Regions from separate parts of the Canis lupus genome. Here region 1 is linked to region 2. A link is a contact called in public Hi-C data. All regions are on one chromosome and are shown on one strand. Each heading gives the region's core, a stretch centred on a gene start, on an enhancer-like site or on the middle of the called end of the contact. The rest is flanking DNA. Distances are from core to core; before and after follow the strand shown.

The links. Hi-C and Micro-C count contacts between places; a contact is called where the count stands out from the background.
Region 1: a contact with region 2 is called in a Hi-C map of blood, with 2.3 times the contacts expected there. The contact joins two enhancer-like sites.

What each region holds. Positions count from the first base shown.
Region 1 is chr15:32,458,344-32,462,143 of UU_Cfam_GSD_1.0, forward strand. No RefSeq gene overlaps it. Among named protein-coding and RNA genes, the nearest start is that of DCN, 280 kb to the left of the region's middle. Within about 2 kb of position 1,683, at least 2 of the 20 cell types and tissues checked have an H3K27ac peak or open chromatin away from gene starts, as enhancers often do. A contact at or near this core is called in blood, where this site is marked.
Region 2 is chr15:32,328,911-32,333,131 of UU_Cfam_GSD_1.0, forward strand. No RefSeq gene overlaps it. Among named protein-coding and RNA genes, the nearest start is that of DCN, 150 kb to the left of the region's middle. Within about 2 kb of position 1,956, at least 11 of the 20 cell types and tissues checked have an H3K27ac peak or open chromatin away from gene starts, as enhancers often do. A contact at or near this core is called in blood, where this site is marked.

The DNA.
Region 1 (3,800 bases), core at 433-2,932, 130 kb after region 2:
TGGGAGAAATGCTCCTTAAAACATATTACAGCATTCCCTAGGAAAGGGGAACAACAATTAGTCTCTATGGCAGCTGGCTTCATGCCAAGAGAATGGGAACAACTTGCATGATTTCTATAAAAGAATCAGATTGCACTTGGAGCCTCTTTGGGGACAACGAAAGATTTATGAAGATGCAGATAGTGGATATGCTTCTTACCAGGTAAAATGAGTCATGGTGGAAAGGCTACAAAGGCAGCTAACCCCAGGAAGGTAGTTGGAAGGAAACTTGAGATTTGGAAATTTTGAATAGTTTGATCCTAGAGCAAATTGTTAAAATAACTTTCAATGTATTAAAAGGAGTCAATAAGTTTATCAAATGGTATCAGGTAAATGTGTGTATGAATGGCACATGTCCCTATTCCTACAGTAAGTTAATACTTTTACTTTGGCTATTTGGATAGGACTAAACAACTGATTATGACAACCATTAAGAACAAGTACTGGACTTCATGAATTAGGAGACAATCCAAGAGAGGCAAACTCAGATTTCTACTCCTATTTCTGTCTGACCCTGCAAACTTTTTTGTAAGACTTGATTAATCAAACAGCTATGCATAAGTTTACAGTATGATAATGATTTTCCATGCAACACAAAAGATATGGATTTTTATTGATAATAAAAGATTCCCTTTTAAATTGAATTCTAAGTACAAACTGAAATACCTGATATGTAGGTAAACAACTATTTTTCAGTATATTCCAAGTGTTATACTTTGGAAAAAAGGCCTAGATCTCCATGTACTACTGTACCTTTTTTCTGTAACTATACCTAACATTAGAGGCAGAAGTTTTAGCAAAATAGTTCAACTGCCAGTTGTCCTGCCTTTATTCACTGAATTTCAATGAATAACACAGAAATGTCAACTAGGAAGTTAAGAAATAGCATAGGGACAGTCCTTTCACAGAAATACCATTTGAGTCCATAAGATCAGATAAAATTATAAAGATGTATGAGATTCAGTCTTGCCAATGATGTAGGGAAACATACAGTGACATTCATACATTGGTAGTAGAAACAGTTTTCAGCTTCAAAATATTTAAAACATTAAACAGTTGTATGGGCTTTACCCCAGCAATTTAATCCTAGAGAAATATTTGCCCTTGTGCACGTATATATAATACATATAAGGAAGATCATTGTAGCACTGTTTGTAAGTAATAAAAAGTTGTATGATTTTATCACAAGAACAAGTATTTATTCTTATTTTTTAAAGATTTTATTTATTTATTCATGAGAGTGTGTAACACACACACAGAGAGAGAGAGAGGCAGAAACACAGGCAGAGGGAGATGCAGGCTCCTTGCAGGGAGTCCAATGTGGGACCCAATGTGGGACTGGATCCCAGGTGTCCAGGGTCACTCCCTGGGCTGAAGTCAGCACTAAACCGCTGAGCCACCTGGGCTGTCCAAGAACAAGTATTTAAAAAAGGCCTTCTGTATCTATGCAGGTAAATGCCTTGCAATCATAAAGAAAGACTTAAAAACTTTGCAACCATTGGAAAAGGTGTACCTATTGGTACTGACATGTAAAGTTTTTCAAGTGTATGTTGAATGAATAAAAGCAAGACACTGCAAAGAATGGATAGCGTGATCCCATTTGCTTAAAACATTGCAGCTGCATTCATTTGCAAATGTAGAGAATAAAAGCAGCAAGGACCACAATAAGCAGGAAATGGTGTCATCTCTGACGTGGGTTTGTAAAGGAGAGAAAGGAACATGAAAAATTTCATTTTTCATCTGATACACTCCTATACTATTTGACTTTTTACAACTAGAATGTGTCATTTTCAACTTTTCAAATAATCTATAGTTCCTATACATAATTTCTAACTGTGAATGGTTAAGTTCATAGGTTTCATAGTGCCATGTGATTTATTTCATCTGGCTTTATGATTGAGAACCAATATTTCAACATCAGTAATGTAGCTGAGATGTTTTACTAATCTCCCTCAGCCATGGTTTATGTGAAAAACTAATTATTATGTGATTTTTCTTTTTTTTTTTTTTCAAATAAAGTGGTGGTTCTATTGATTGCTATTCCTCAAAACCAGAATTTTCAAATAAGTAATATGTATAGTTTGTCTATTTTCACATTGCTATAGCTGTTTCAAAAATTTTAATTCTACGTACAAACAATACATTTGAATATTAGCAGTTAAAATCATTTGGGTGGGATTTAAAAAAAAAAACAGAATGAAATTGTCCTTTAAAGTAAGATCAAGCAATTATTTAGTGGAATAGTCAAACCATATGCTTTAGGCTTTAGTTTTATCTTACAAAATATTTACATTAAGTCTATTATAACAGCTGTTTCATATGATATTCACTGGCATCTACCCAGAAGAAAGCATAGTACCAGGAATATTGTAGACACTGAATAAATATTTCCTAGTGTATGTATTTTTATTGACCATCATTAGGACACTGCTTTTTGAGATGCTTTGTATTCATGAAAAACCTACTTCATTAGAGAAAGAGAAGGCATAATGTTCAAAATAATAAAAATAGAAACCTCTGTGTTCAGACATAAGAACATAAATATAATGACTTAGATGGTTTATCTTGTTCTCATTGAACTATAATCCCTCATAACAATGAATTGGAGCTCAATAAGCAGTAGTAATTAGTACACCAGGACTTTAAACCATCAGTGTCTCATGTTTCTTTTCTGCTTATCATTCTTAAATTTTCAATGACATGCCATTGTTATCAATAAATAACATATTTTTCCTTGGCACATCAAGGAAAAAACAAACTGTGCCCATCCCATCCCACAACCCACAAATGATAAAAGATTAGTTTGGATGAACATATACAGAAATTTACCATCAGAAAATCTAAAAAGAACTCTTTTTAAATTTCAGCATGCATGTATAGCTGTACTTAACATTAAAAACATTTAAATAACATTAATTATTTAGGGGCATCTGGGTGGTTCACTCAGTTAAGTGTCTGACTTTGGTTCAGATCATGATCTCAGGGTCCTAAGGCAAAGTCCTGCATGGGGCTCCCTGCTCAGCAGGGAGTCTGCTTCTCCCTCCACTTGTGAGCGTGTGCACTCTCTCTCTCTCTCTCAAAGAAATAAATAAAAAATTTAAAAATATAATAAATAAATATTATTTAATTTTGAATTTCCTTCTAAGTTGTCATCTAGCTCTGCCCTACTGATTTCAGATGCGTTTTTCTTTCTTCCTGAAATCCATCTCCCTGACCCATCTCAGCATACCTCACCCTACCCAGGTAATCGTTCATCTTACCTTTCACTGGACTGACTTCAATTCATTCCACGAGACCTTCTCTGCCAGGAAGACTTTCCTGATATCTTCTTGGGTTGGGTGTCCTTTCTTTGTGCATCATGAATGTAGATCTATTATTGTACGTATTTATTTATTTATTGACCATTTATTTGTGTGCCTCTGTCCTCACTAAAAATGTGCTGATTTATTGAGTGAACAAATGAATGAGTAAATGAGTAGAAGAATATTTATTTCAACTTTCTGCATATTTCAAGTTCTTAAAAATGAATCACTTCTCAAATCTCTATATTCATATGATGTATACTGTTCATACCATAAAGTGCTAGCTGGTGAACTAAAGAACCAAACAGAATAAATTAGGTTCTAGTAGAAGGCTACTAATTTATCTTTTTGAAAATGCCATTGATGAGACCAAAATTGCCAAAAGGAAGAGTGGCATTGAACAATGCTTACCACTAAGCAGTCTTTATTTAATTGGCATTTAAGGCATTTTCAAAGGAT
Region 2 (4,221 bases), core at 706-3,205:
TCACTTTTGTAATCCTAGGCTTAGCTCTTGAATCTTGTCTCCTTCCTGAAGCTTTCCAGTTTTCTCAGAAAGCCTGTGATCCAGATTCCCTGCTCACACATGTCTAAACGGCAATCTGATGTCTTACGACTAGAGGCAAAAGGGGATTTTTCTTAAAACAATGAAACAAATCACAGCAGCGCATGAAGTCACAGTCCCAAGCTTAACTAAGAAATATTGGGAAAATCTACTATTTGAAACATGTCTTAAGAATTGGACATAGATCTGGCTTGGCTTTGCTTTTCTTTTCTTTCTTTCTTTCTTTCTTTCTTTCTTTCTTTCTTTCTTTCTTTCTTTCTTTCTTTTTCTTTCTTCTTTCTTTCTCTCTTTCTCTCTTTCTTTCCAGGAAGAGATTGTCTTTCCTATTAATAAAATTGATTTGGTATAAAATTTTGGTTCAGCGTGGCTCTTTTTCCACAGTTAAATAGATGTCTTCTAGAAAATCAGTTTCAGCCCCAACTTTTCCCATTTGGCAACTTTCATTTTCTGATATTAGATAATTAACAAATCGTGTGTTGTAATGCTTTGTCACCTCAAGAGCATTGGGGGGGGGGTAACGCTTCTTTGCCTACTGAGTAATGGCTTCAATGAAAGAACATGCTCAAAAGAATGCTTTATATCCAGGCATAAAACATACTGAATATTTATGATTTTAATTGCTACACACCATGTGCTGTGCATACTCGACTGTACATTTATATACGTCTTTAAAGGGCAAGAGGGAAGGATGCTCCTATGACTCTATAAGTTTCAATGAACAGGTCACTGAAAATTTCTATTAACCCAAGATAAAAATTCATAAAAAAAAAAAATTCTTTGGGGGGAAAAAAAAACTCCCAGGTTTTTTTCTCTGTATGGTAACAGGCATTTTTGCGTGTTTGTGAAAAAGAAGAAAAAAAAAAAACTACACGATACAGTGTGTTGCTTTTGGATAAAAAGGTAATATTGACTATTTCTTAGACTCTCTGTTTCTTCGCTAAATAGATAATTCGACACCAGGAGATGCAGTCCTAGTTCTGTTTGTTGTTTACCAAAAAACACGTGCTAATGTAACAGTGCATGAGTAATTCAAGGAAGAATGCCAAACACGCCGTGCCATCCAAAACGCGTTTTGCTGTTTGCTTTTTACTGTACGCCACTTTCCCTCTCCAGCTCACCCCCTCCACCACCAAGTATTTTTTTTTCCCCAGTGAAGCTAAAAATAGCCAGCCAGGCCTAACAACTGGTTTCTGATTGGCTCGGCGCAAAGGCCACTCAGCCAATGAGCGCTTCTGGGAACAAAAGCCATTCTTTTGTGTGTGAGATGCTCAACCCACGTCAAAACAGCTTCAGGCTGTAGAAATGATTTTGGTTGAGATTTAACAAGGTAATAATGCATTTCAGCCCTCTGAAAGGTTTGAAGCAGAACAAAGGGGGTAGTGAGATCTACAAAACAAATGGGGCGCTTAGGCTTGCAGGGGATGAATCATCCGGGTGCCTGAGCCGTGCACATTTGCAAACCCAGAAAAGCCAGAGCGCTAGGAAATTTTTTTTTCTTTCTTCCTGAGATTTCAGCTATTTTTTTTTTTTTTTTTTTTTGCAAACATTTTCTCTTCCCGAGTGGGGGCGGGGGAGCGATCAAAGGCGCTGGATTATGGCTATGCACAAGTTCTCTAATGCGGACTTGCTGGGGCACAGAAAGTAACTCGTCCACGAGTCCCCCCTTCAATCGCACAAAGAGAAAACAAAGACTCGTGGGCCTCGCCTCGTAGGCAGTCCGCTCCGGAAACTTTGGTTTTTAGGCATCAGAAACAGCTCCCGTTCTCAGGGTCAAGCAATTCCTGATTGATGCTGCGAGAGGTCGCAAGATAAGCAAACTACTGGGCGACTAGGGTGCAGGCAAAGGCGCGGACCTGCGAGTTTGGGCCACCTGCGCACCCTGAGCCTGCAGGGGCCGCTGTGACACAGCTAACGAGCCCCTTCAGAGCCTCTTTTCCTCCTTGAAGTCTTAAAAGAAAGGAGAAACCGGGGTTGGTAGGTGCCTTCCAGGTAGGACAAAAGGGAGTGGGGAGGTAGTGTTGGCAGCCCTCAAGCAGCAGGCTTCGGGTCATCACTGTGAAGCAAGGCACCCCTCAACAGCACGGGTGACTTCGCAGGCCCCCGAAGTGCTGCAGGGGACAAATGCTGCCACAGTCAACACTGGGAAGGTTGCATAACACGGAGGAGCTCAGAAGCTATCTCGTGGCCTTCAACTGGCTTTCTTGACCAGGTTATTCACAGACGGCCCGAGCATTTAGGGCAGGCACAAGGACCCACACTTGCACCGCTTACGTAGGGAACCTGGACAGTTACCAAGTCCAGCATAGTGTTGGCAAAAGAAATACAGATAACACATAAATTTTCTATATCTTCTCTTCCCAGAAAACTACGGGTTCACCCTCTTTTTTTTTTTTTTCTTTTGGTCTCCAATATAGCTTTTATGACAAGCGATTAGTGACTAAAACCTGAAACTTTGTTCTTGGTGTGGTATAAAAGGCCTAAGAAAATCAAACATCAAACAATAAAAATGGAATCATTTTTATTGTGTAATCAGGTGTAATCAAGGAGCAATATTTCTCAAGAGCTCCCCCTTTAAGGAAACGCATAGTCTGTCGTAAAATATTGCATTTGCTAATTATTGGTCCCAACTGTCTTTATGAGCTTGTATTAGATCCTTTGCCATAAAACATGGATGGGGTGGGGGGAGGGCAGGGGGAGCTTGCTGAGAGGAGTGGCCTGTGCACCTAACAGTACAAAAACTGGAATGATAGTGCATCATTTTTTTCCTCCTCTTCCCCTCCCTTTCCATTCCTTTCTTTCCCTTCCCTTTCTTTCCCTTTCTTTCTTTTGTACTGGTATGTGTGTACATGTGCTCAGTTTAGGATAGTCTCCTTCGGAAAAAGAAAAAAAAAATCGAATTAAGACATTATGGATGGACAAAGTATTGATATGCCGAGAAGCACAGCTAGAACCGGAGGCTGTAGATAATAAATCTGAAGTGCAGAGAATCACAGGCAGAGCCACAAAGCTAGCAGGTGTAGAGTCCTAAACAACTAAATCTCCAGAGGATTGTGTAGATGTGGTTTTCAGCATGAAATGTCTGGGGGCGGGGTGGGGGGGGTGGGGGGGGGGGGGGGGGGGTGGGGGATGTAGGTTCTGTTCTCTTGCAGTACTTTTGTGAGTTTTATAGTCTTGGCTTTGTCATATCAGCCCAGAGCCAGTTAAAGGAATCCATCACCAAGGATGTAGCTGCAACTGCCCATGAAGGGGTGTAGGGTGGCTCTTCTAGAAGGAGGTTGGAGCCGTTGCAGCAAAAGAGGCCCTTGGCCATGAGAGCCAAGTACCTTATCTCCCTATGCCTGTCAGCTGCTGACCTGCTTAAGCCCCAGCCCTGAAGGCTGCCACTATGTCATCCTCAGGGTGCTCAGGGAAGAGATGGCACAAAGGAAAGTGAGAGCCTCTTGTATCTTGTGGTACAACTCTGAAGCTTGAGCCGAAAGCACACAGGAAGTCACCTCCCTCAACCGTCTAGAAGCCTAAAGCAGCCCTCACAAGACACCAGTGCTGCTTCCTTGCCACAACTGGTCATCAGTAATAGGAAGCCTCACAGGGACGTCTGCACAGATTGTGTATTTTTAAAGAAATATTTTTTTCCTATTTCCCTCTCATTCTGTACCCATGCTTCCCTTTCATTTTGTACCCATGCTTTCCATTCCAGGGGGAAACAGACTCTGCCTCGGGTTCACCCCTTTGAGGAGGGATGTGGCAAGACAAGAAGCTGAAGACTTTTCAGGCCCACACCAATAAACCGAAACAGGGTCTCACTGACTGTGTGTCCCAGAAAAGTGGGTCTGGAGGCCTAGCCTCTGGATGAATGCTGGAGAGGCAGAGAGGCAGGATGACTCCAGAGTTCAACAGGAGGCATTGGAAGCCCACAGAAATGAGGTGGATCCAGAGAGAGCAGACACCAAGTTCCCCCAACCCTCCAAAAATTCCCACCTGGGAATGTTATACAACCATCAGAGAGCTTCCAGACCTCCTGGGGATCTCTTGGAGAGTGACAAAGTCAGAAGTGACCACATAACCCTGGGAGATGACAGGCTCTTCCCTGTTTTCAGGAAAATTCAAACCTCCCATTCTCTGGTGCTATTTTGGGAAGGCTAG